2 separate regions of the Mus musculus genome follow, and region 1 is linked to region 2. Evidence: chromatin contacts called from public HiChIP or PLAC-seq data. All regions are on one chromosome and are shown on one strand. Each heading gives the region's core, a stretch centred on a gene start, on an enhancer-like site or on the middle of the called end of the contact. The rest is flanking DNA. Distances are from core to core; before and after follow the strand shown. Region 1 holds the start of Magel2 (melanoma antigen, family L, 2). Region 2 has its middle 100 kb from the start of Gm42395.

Region 1 (2,967 bases), core at 111-2,610, 170 kb after region 2:
GAGATTGTCATGAATCTCTGGTGTAACATGCTTTCAAAGACTGGATGGTCTCTGAAATATGAGCCCCAAATTCTGCCATAATTATTTAACAAACGGTCAGTCATCCTGGGGCATATTTCTTCTTTATGGCCCACCAGTTAAAAACGAACAACAACAACAAAACTATTTAGGAGCATGTGCTGAAGGTATGTTAAGAGTTGGGTACAGCCTTCAACATTCTCTTCTGCCCCCTAGTGGTTTCTTTCCTCACCTTGGACGACTGCCCTAGGCTGCAAACCACTCCTTGTAAAGGAATCATAATGCTAGTTACCGTCTATAAACCACTAAACTTGACCTAAACTGAGATTGCCACTTAATTTTGGGGAGAAAGAATACCAATATGCAGTAATTTTGATGGGTACCTCTTTATTTGTTAACATGGTATATGTCCATTTTTTAGCTGATTTTCCAGAAAACTTTTCTTATACTCTCCATTTTTCTAGAACTAATTTCCAGCACATTGCTTCATTTTTTAATTATTGTTATTTTCAGGATGTCTTTCACACTCTATTGTCTCATCTCACCCACTTTAGAAGTTGATTTTCCCGCGTTTAAACTTCTGCCTCCGTGAATTTCTGTTAATTTACTTCCAAGGTTCCTTTTCTTTCCTCTCTAATTGGCTCGTCTTTTCTCTACCCGATTCTACGATGTAGTCAGTATTCTTCTAGATGAGTTTAGATTTTCCCCCCTCTGAACACACTTTTAAACAATTGTATCCACTACTACTACTATGTTTTGATAAAGAATGGGCAAACTTGATTCTCGGATCCTCGTAATGAATACAGTTATAATAGACCACCTATGTTATCCCTGGGTTGACTGACTCATGTCCTAGCAAATATTCATCAACTCCCCTTACCCTGCATGTGCTTCCTGCCCTTCAGTTACTTGACAGAATAAACTACTCCAGGAAATTCACACACCCGAGACAGATACCTGAATACAGTCATTTTTTTCTACACCTTCGTTAAATTGTAATAGCTGTCTCGAATAGCTCCCCAGTCCCTCTTACGTCAATGTACTTCGTTTCTGAGCTCAGACCACACCACTACCCCCACCTTTGGACATGTTCCATGTTGCTAGTGGTTTATTCCCACTTCATAATGCAGCACAGTGATTTTTTTTGAACCGTAAATCTGTCCCTATCACTTGCCTATATAAACTCTTGCTTAAAGAGTATGAACTAGCTTAGTTGAGGATCTATACCGCAGGAGAAGGGATATTGAGTCAGTCGGGACTTTGGTAGACGCCCCTCTGAACAATCCACTTGTGGTGGTCGGGGGCGGGGAAGGGGCGGGATTGAGCCCCCTCCCCCCTCCTTCTTACTGCGGAGAGCTGCAGAGCCAGCCGACACTCTGTGTGAGCTGCGCTGCGAGCTGTGAGCTGAGAGCTGTGAGCTGCGTGGCGGAGCAAGCCAGGCAGTAGCACTTGGCTGAAAGCTGCGGTGCTAGCCAGGCAGCGCTCGCTGAGAGTTGCGGTGCCAGCCAGGTAGTGCTTGCTGAGAGCTGCTGAGAGAGCCCAGCTGCGCTCGCTGAGAGCTGCGGAGAGAACCGCGGAACACGCCAGTCTGCACCGGCTTCCTATTCAGCCTTCAAGCTGGAGGGGGATCCTGGACAGCCACGTCGGCATGCTCAGCACTGGAAGAAAAAGCGCAGCAACCGGAGACGGGCCACCACCAGTCAAGCAAGGGACATGTCGCAGCTAAGTACGAATCTGGGGGATTCCAGCCCTCCGGAGTCCCCAGTGCCTGCAGTCCATAGCCGCCCTACGGTTCTGATGCGGGCTCCGCCTGCTTCCTCCCGGGCTCCTCCTGTCCCCTGGGATCCACCTCCAGTGGACTTGCAGGCTCCCATGGCTGCTTGGCAGGCTCCTCAACCTGCCTGGGAGGCTCCGGAGGGCCAGCTGCCTGCCCCAGTGGCTCAGCTGGCCCAGCCTCCTGGTCTAGGGGCCCCAATGGTCCAGGCTCCACCGCTCGGAGGGGGGATGGCCAAGCCTCCAACTCCTGGAGTCTTGATGGTCCATCAGCCCCCTCCGGGAGCCCCCATGGCCCAGTCTTCAACTCCGGGAGTCCTGATGCTACATCCTTCTGTCACGGGGGCCCCTTTGGCTCATCCTCCTCCCCCAGGAACCCCGATGACACACCCTCCCGGGACCTCGATGGCGCACCCTCCTCCTCCTCCTCCTCCCCCTCCTCCTCCTCCTCCTCCTGGGACCCCAATGACCCACCCACCTCCTCCTGGGACTCCGATGGGTCACCATCCTCCTCCTGGGAACCCTATGACCCATCCTCCACCGGGGAACCCGATGGTGCATCCTCTCACTCATGGAGCCCCGATGGTCCATGGGGGACCACATGGAACTCCAATGCCGCATGTTCCCATTACGGGGACACCGATAGCCCAGCAGCCAACTCCAGGAGTCCTGATGGCCCAGCAGCTGACACCGGGAGTCCTGATGGTCCAGCCGCCTGCTCCGGGAGCTCCGATGGTCCAGCCACCTCCACAGGCTGCCTTGATGACCCAGCCTGCACCTTCGATTACTCCGATGGCCAAGCCTCCAGGTCCTGGTGTCGTGATGATCCATCCTCCAGGTGCCAGAGGTCCAATCATTCAGACTCCAGTATCAGGAGCACCAATGGCTCAGACAGTGCTGCCCCCTGGGCAGCCTCTGGCCACTTGGGCCCCACAGGGTCAGCCTTTGATCCTACAAATCCAGTCTCAAGTCATAAGGGCTCCTCCACAGGTTCCCTCTGTACCACAAGCCCCCCAGGTACAGCTGGCCACACCCCCAGGCTGGCAAGCCACCACACCCAACTGGCAGGTGACCCCCCAGGGGTGGCCAGCAACGCCTTTGACATGGCAGGCTACACAGGTGACCTGGCAGGCCCCCACAATAGCCTGGCAGGCCACTCAACCTGGGCGCCAAGGG
Region 2 (2,911 bases), core at 61-2,560:
ATATAAAGATTAATCCTACATTCTGTATAAATTAAACAGTAGGTTGGGTTTCCCTAAGGAGTAATTTGAACAAAACAGAATAACTCTTTTTTGGATATTTGTAAAAAACCCTGATTTCTGAAAGTAGTGGGGAAAGGGATATGACCCAAGTAGCTTAAAAATAACTGGACATTCCATCCCCAAATGAGAAGAGAATTATCTGAGAATACTGCTAATTATTAGAAATATTGCTTCCTCAGTATGGGCGTCTGATTTTGTAACCACTCTGCATCAAATGTTTGTGTTGATTTCTCAAATCAATGAAGTCAAATTTCTCACTGATAAAGATGCTATGTATAATTAAATAAAATGAGGTAGACTATTCATGTTCTATAAACTCAAAGAAAAGATCTAATTAAGTATAATTAAGGCATGTTCATAAGGACAGTTATAAAATTGCACAAAAAAAGTAAAAAGAACACCTGTGTTCTGGTATCCCCCTTCTCTTAACCCGCCCCACCCCAATAGCCCCATTTCCTGGTTTCTGCCAGAACTCTAAGCCAAACACACAAATCTAAAAAGTCAAGGCTACAACCCACATATGAGAAAGATTGTGTGCTGTTTGACTCTCAGCCTGACCACTGATGGCTACTAGGTAAATGAATGTAAGTTTTCTTCAGGGTTGTGTTTAGGGGTAGCTTGCATGGCTCAAGAATGTACATCAAGGAACACTAACTGGATTCAGTACTTTATTTGGGGGCAGGAGGAGAGTTGAGAAGGGCACAGTGGGGGCAGGGAGGAGCTTGGGGAGTTTGGGGATGAACATATTCTAAATACATTGTATACACAAATTAACTCCTCAAGGAATAATTTAATTTAAATAACATATTTTAGAAATCAAAGTAAACAAATATAATCTAGTTTTTATAGGAATACTATTAGTTTGATAATTTGATAAAAGAAATATGCAAAAATAATGAGATAAACACCAAATCTCCAACAGATTTTTGCTTTTGGACATGCAGAAATGTACCTTTGAAAATGGCCAGATATTAATTCTTTAGCAATGATTAAATAAAAATATACAAATATATGGCAATTCCCTTTGTTTGCTAAAATTCCTTATGAATAATTGGCAAATAAAAACCATACTTAACTTCAGGATACGTTGATAAGGAATGTAAGGGGACATATGAAAGAAAATAAAAGTAAAATTACACGTTATGATTTGAGGTACAAGGTAAAAATCACGAAGTCGTTTTGAATACATTGCATAGTACAAAGCAAGATGCAGAGACACCAGACAATCTGTACCTATGCTAAGAATGCAGGGAAGACTCCCACAACACAGTGACTTTCCACTTATGCTTTTATATCGAATCCCTCTGCAAACACTGAATGCCCATCACCCATCGGCGCAGTCCAGCGACCTGAAAACCTTACCTCTGAAAAGGCTTTCATCTGGTGAAGTGGTTGGCCTTGTCTGTGTTAGACCCTCCATTTCATTCTCTGCGCAGCTGCAGACCCTGCCCATCTGCAGCTTCCCGGCAGGCTGTTCGCGGCTTCCATCTAGTGGACACTAGGTGGCAATGTGAACTGTCATTCTGAACTACTTGATCTAGAAAGTTTAGCTAAGCCTGAAAAAAATAGTTTGGGAAAAAAAAAAAAAAAAAAAAAAAAAAAAAAAACCTAACATGAACTTATTTGCCTGGTAGGATGGAGTCCTCGTAAATGGCAAAAGGGAAAGAAATGTAGACAGAAGAAAGGTAGACGAAGCCTGTTAGCCTAAGTGCCCAGCAGTCATTTCCATGCAACTTGCACCCTTCCTAAATCCAGCCTTTGAGGAAATAACCCTGAAAAGAGCCTTCTGGGCTTTTCTTGAAAACAGACATCTTGGTTTAGAGAGCATAATAGGGAATAAATGTAATGATAAATAAATTACAAAATTCTGCAATATAACAAGCAATTCTTCTGGGAGATACATCCCCATCTCCTCCTTACCTGTATCCTCTCACCTGTCTAGTATCCTACGTATGGTTCCCTGCTATATTGCAAATTCAGCGGATTCTTGTTATCTCCTAGCCTGTTGCCATATATACAGTTGTTCCTCACCCCATATCCTTGCCTGACCAACTTGCCCTCCATCTTCAGAGCAAATTTTCTTTCTATAAGTAATGTATCCTTTCCATCCTATCTAGTTCTAATACTGTTCTTTTGGTTCCCCAGCAGCTCTCCCTAGCACCAGCTATTATTCAAGTTTTATGCATCCCTTAAAAATTAAATACCAGGGAAAATGGAAACTGTGTTTATGGGTGTGTCCCTGCAAGTCCCGTGTAGGTAGTGGGAAGAAGGAACACAGATTGTCTTTTATACTTAAGTTACACAAGAATTACTTAATGTCTTAACCTTCTGACATATATTCTATCTGCATTACAATAAAAACAAACCTTTGATTTGAGGATTTGAAGATGGTGACTTCTTAGTTCTTGTTTCTCAAGTCAAGACAGAGCCCCCAGATCCACACATTAATTGTTGCCTCTAGCCACCCGTTATCCACCCTTGTCAAACAGCTGGACAACATTGGTTCTCTCATCTGTATAAGAAATGGTTAAGTTGACTCTCTTAGGTCACTATCAAACATTCAAGTTTATTAACCTGTCTCTCTAGACAAATATTTTCAAAACTTTAGTAGTTACCATGTTTTCCCAATATCACACTGTATATTTTTTTAATGTATAACATTTTTAGCCTGGTAGCTAAAACATGCTATGACCTTCACTGTGTGTTCATGAATAAACAGGTCCTCACATTTCTATTATATTCTGCTCATTCACTTCTATCAAATCTTGAACATTATCTATCCATAAAAAGAGTACAGATCACATCGAGGTTGATAGAAGTTGGGAAAAATCTGAATAGCACCCCCCTTGCC

The links. HiChIP or PLAC-seq counts read pairs in DNA pulled down with a chosen protein or histone mark.
Region 1: a contact with region 2 is called in an H3K4me3 HiChIP or PLAC-seq map of forebrain, with 7 times the contacts expected there. The contact joins the promoter of Magel2 here to the enhancer-like site in region 2. A contact is called at or near these places in 20 of 39 promoter capture datasets (the 3T3-L1 cell line, the C10 cell line, the HPC-7 cell line and 11 more), 5 of 15 datasets of contacts at CTCF or cohesin (the NIH/3T3 cell line, embryonic stem cells, pro-B cells and 1 more), 130 of 484 Hi-C or Micro-C datasets (3T3-L1-derived adipocytes, the AML12 cell line, the AtT-20 cell line and 61 more), 24 of 115 datasets of contacts at active chromatin or transcription factors (PVALB interneurons, astrocytes, a beta-TC-6 cell line and 15 more) and 4 of 9 other capture datasets (adipose tissue, embryonic stem cells, embryonic tail and 1 more).

What each region holds. Positions count from the first base shown.
Region 1 is chr7:62,375,619-62,378,585 of GRCm38.p6, forward strand. It overlaps Magel2 (melanoma antigen, family L, 2), which reads left to right and starts at 1,361. Exons shown (of 1, transcript NM_013779.2): 1 at 1,361-2,967. The coding sequence starts at 1,732. The region is part of intron 1 of Gm32061 (predicted gene, 32061); the gene reads right to left.
Region 2 is chr7:62,208,026-62,210,936 of GRCm38.p6, forward strand. No RefSeq gene overlaps it. Among named protein-coding and RNA genes, the nearest start is that of Gm42395, 100 kb to the right of the region's middle. Within about 2 kb of position 1,311, at least 23 of the 459 cell types and tissues checked have an H3K27ac peak or open chromatin away from gene starts, as enhancers often do. A contact at or near this core is called in PVALB interneurons, cerebral cortex, cortical neurons and 6 more, where this site is marked.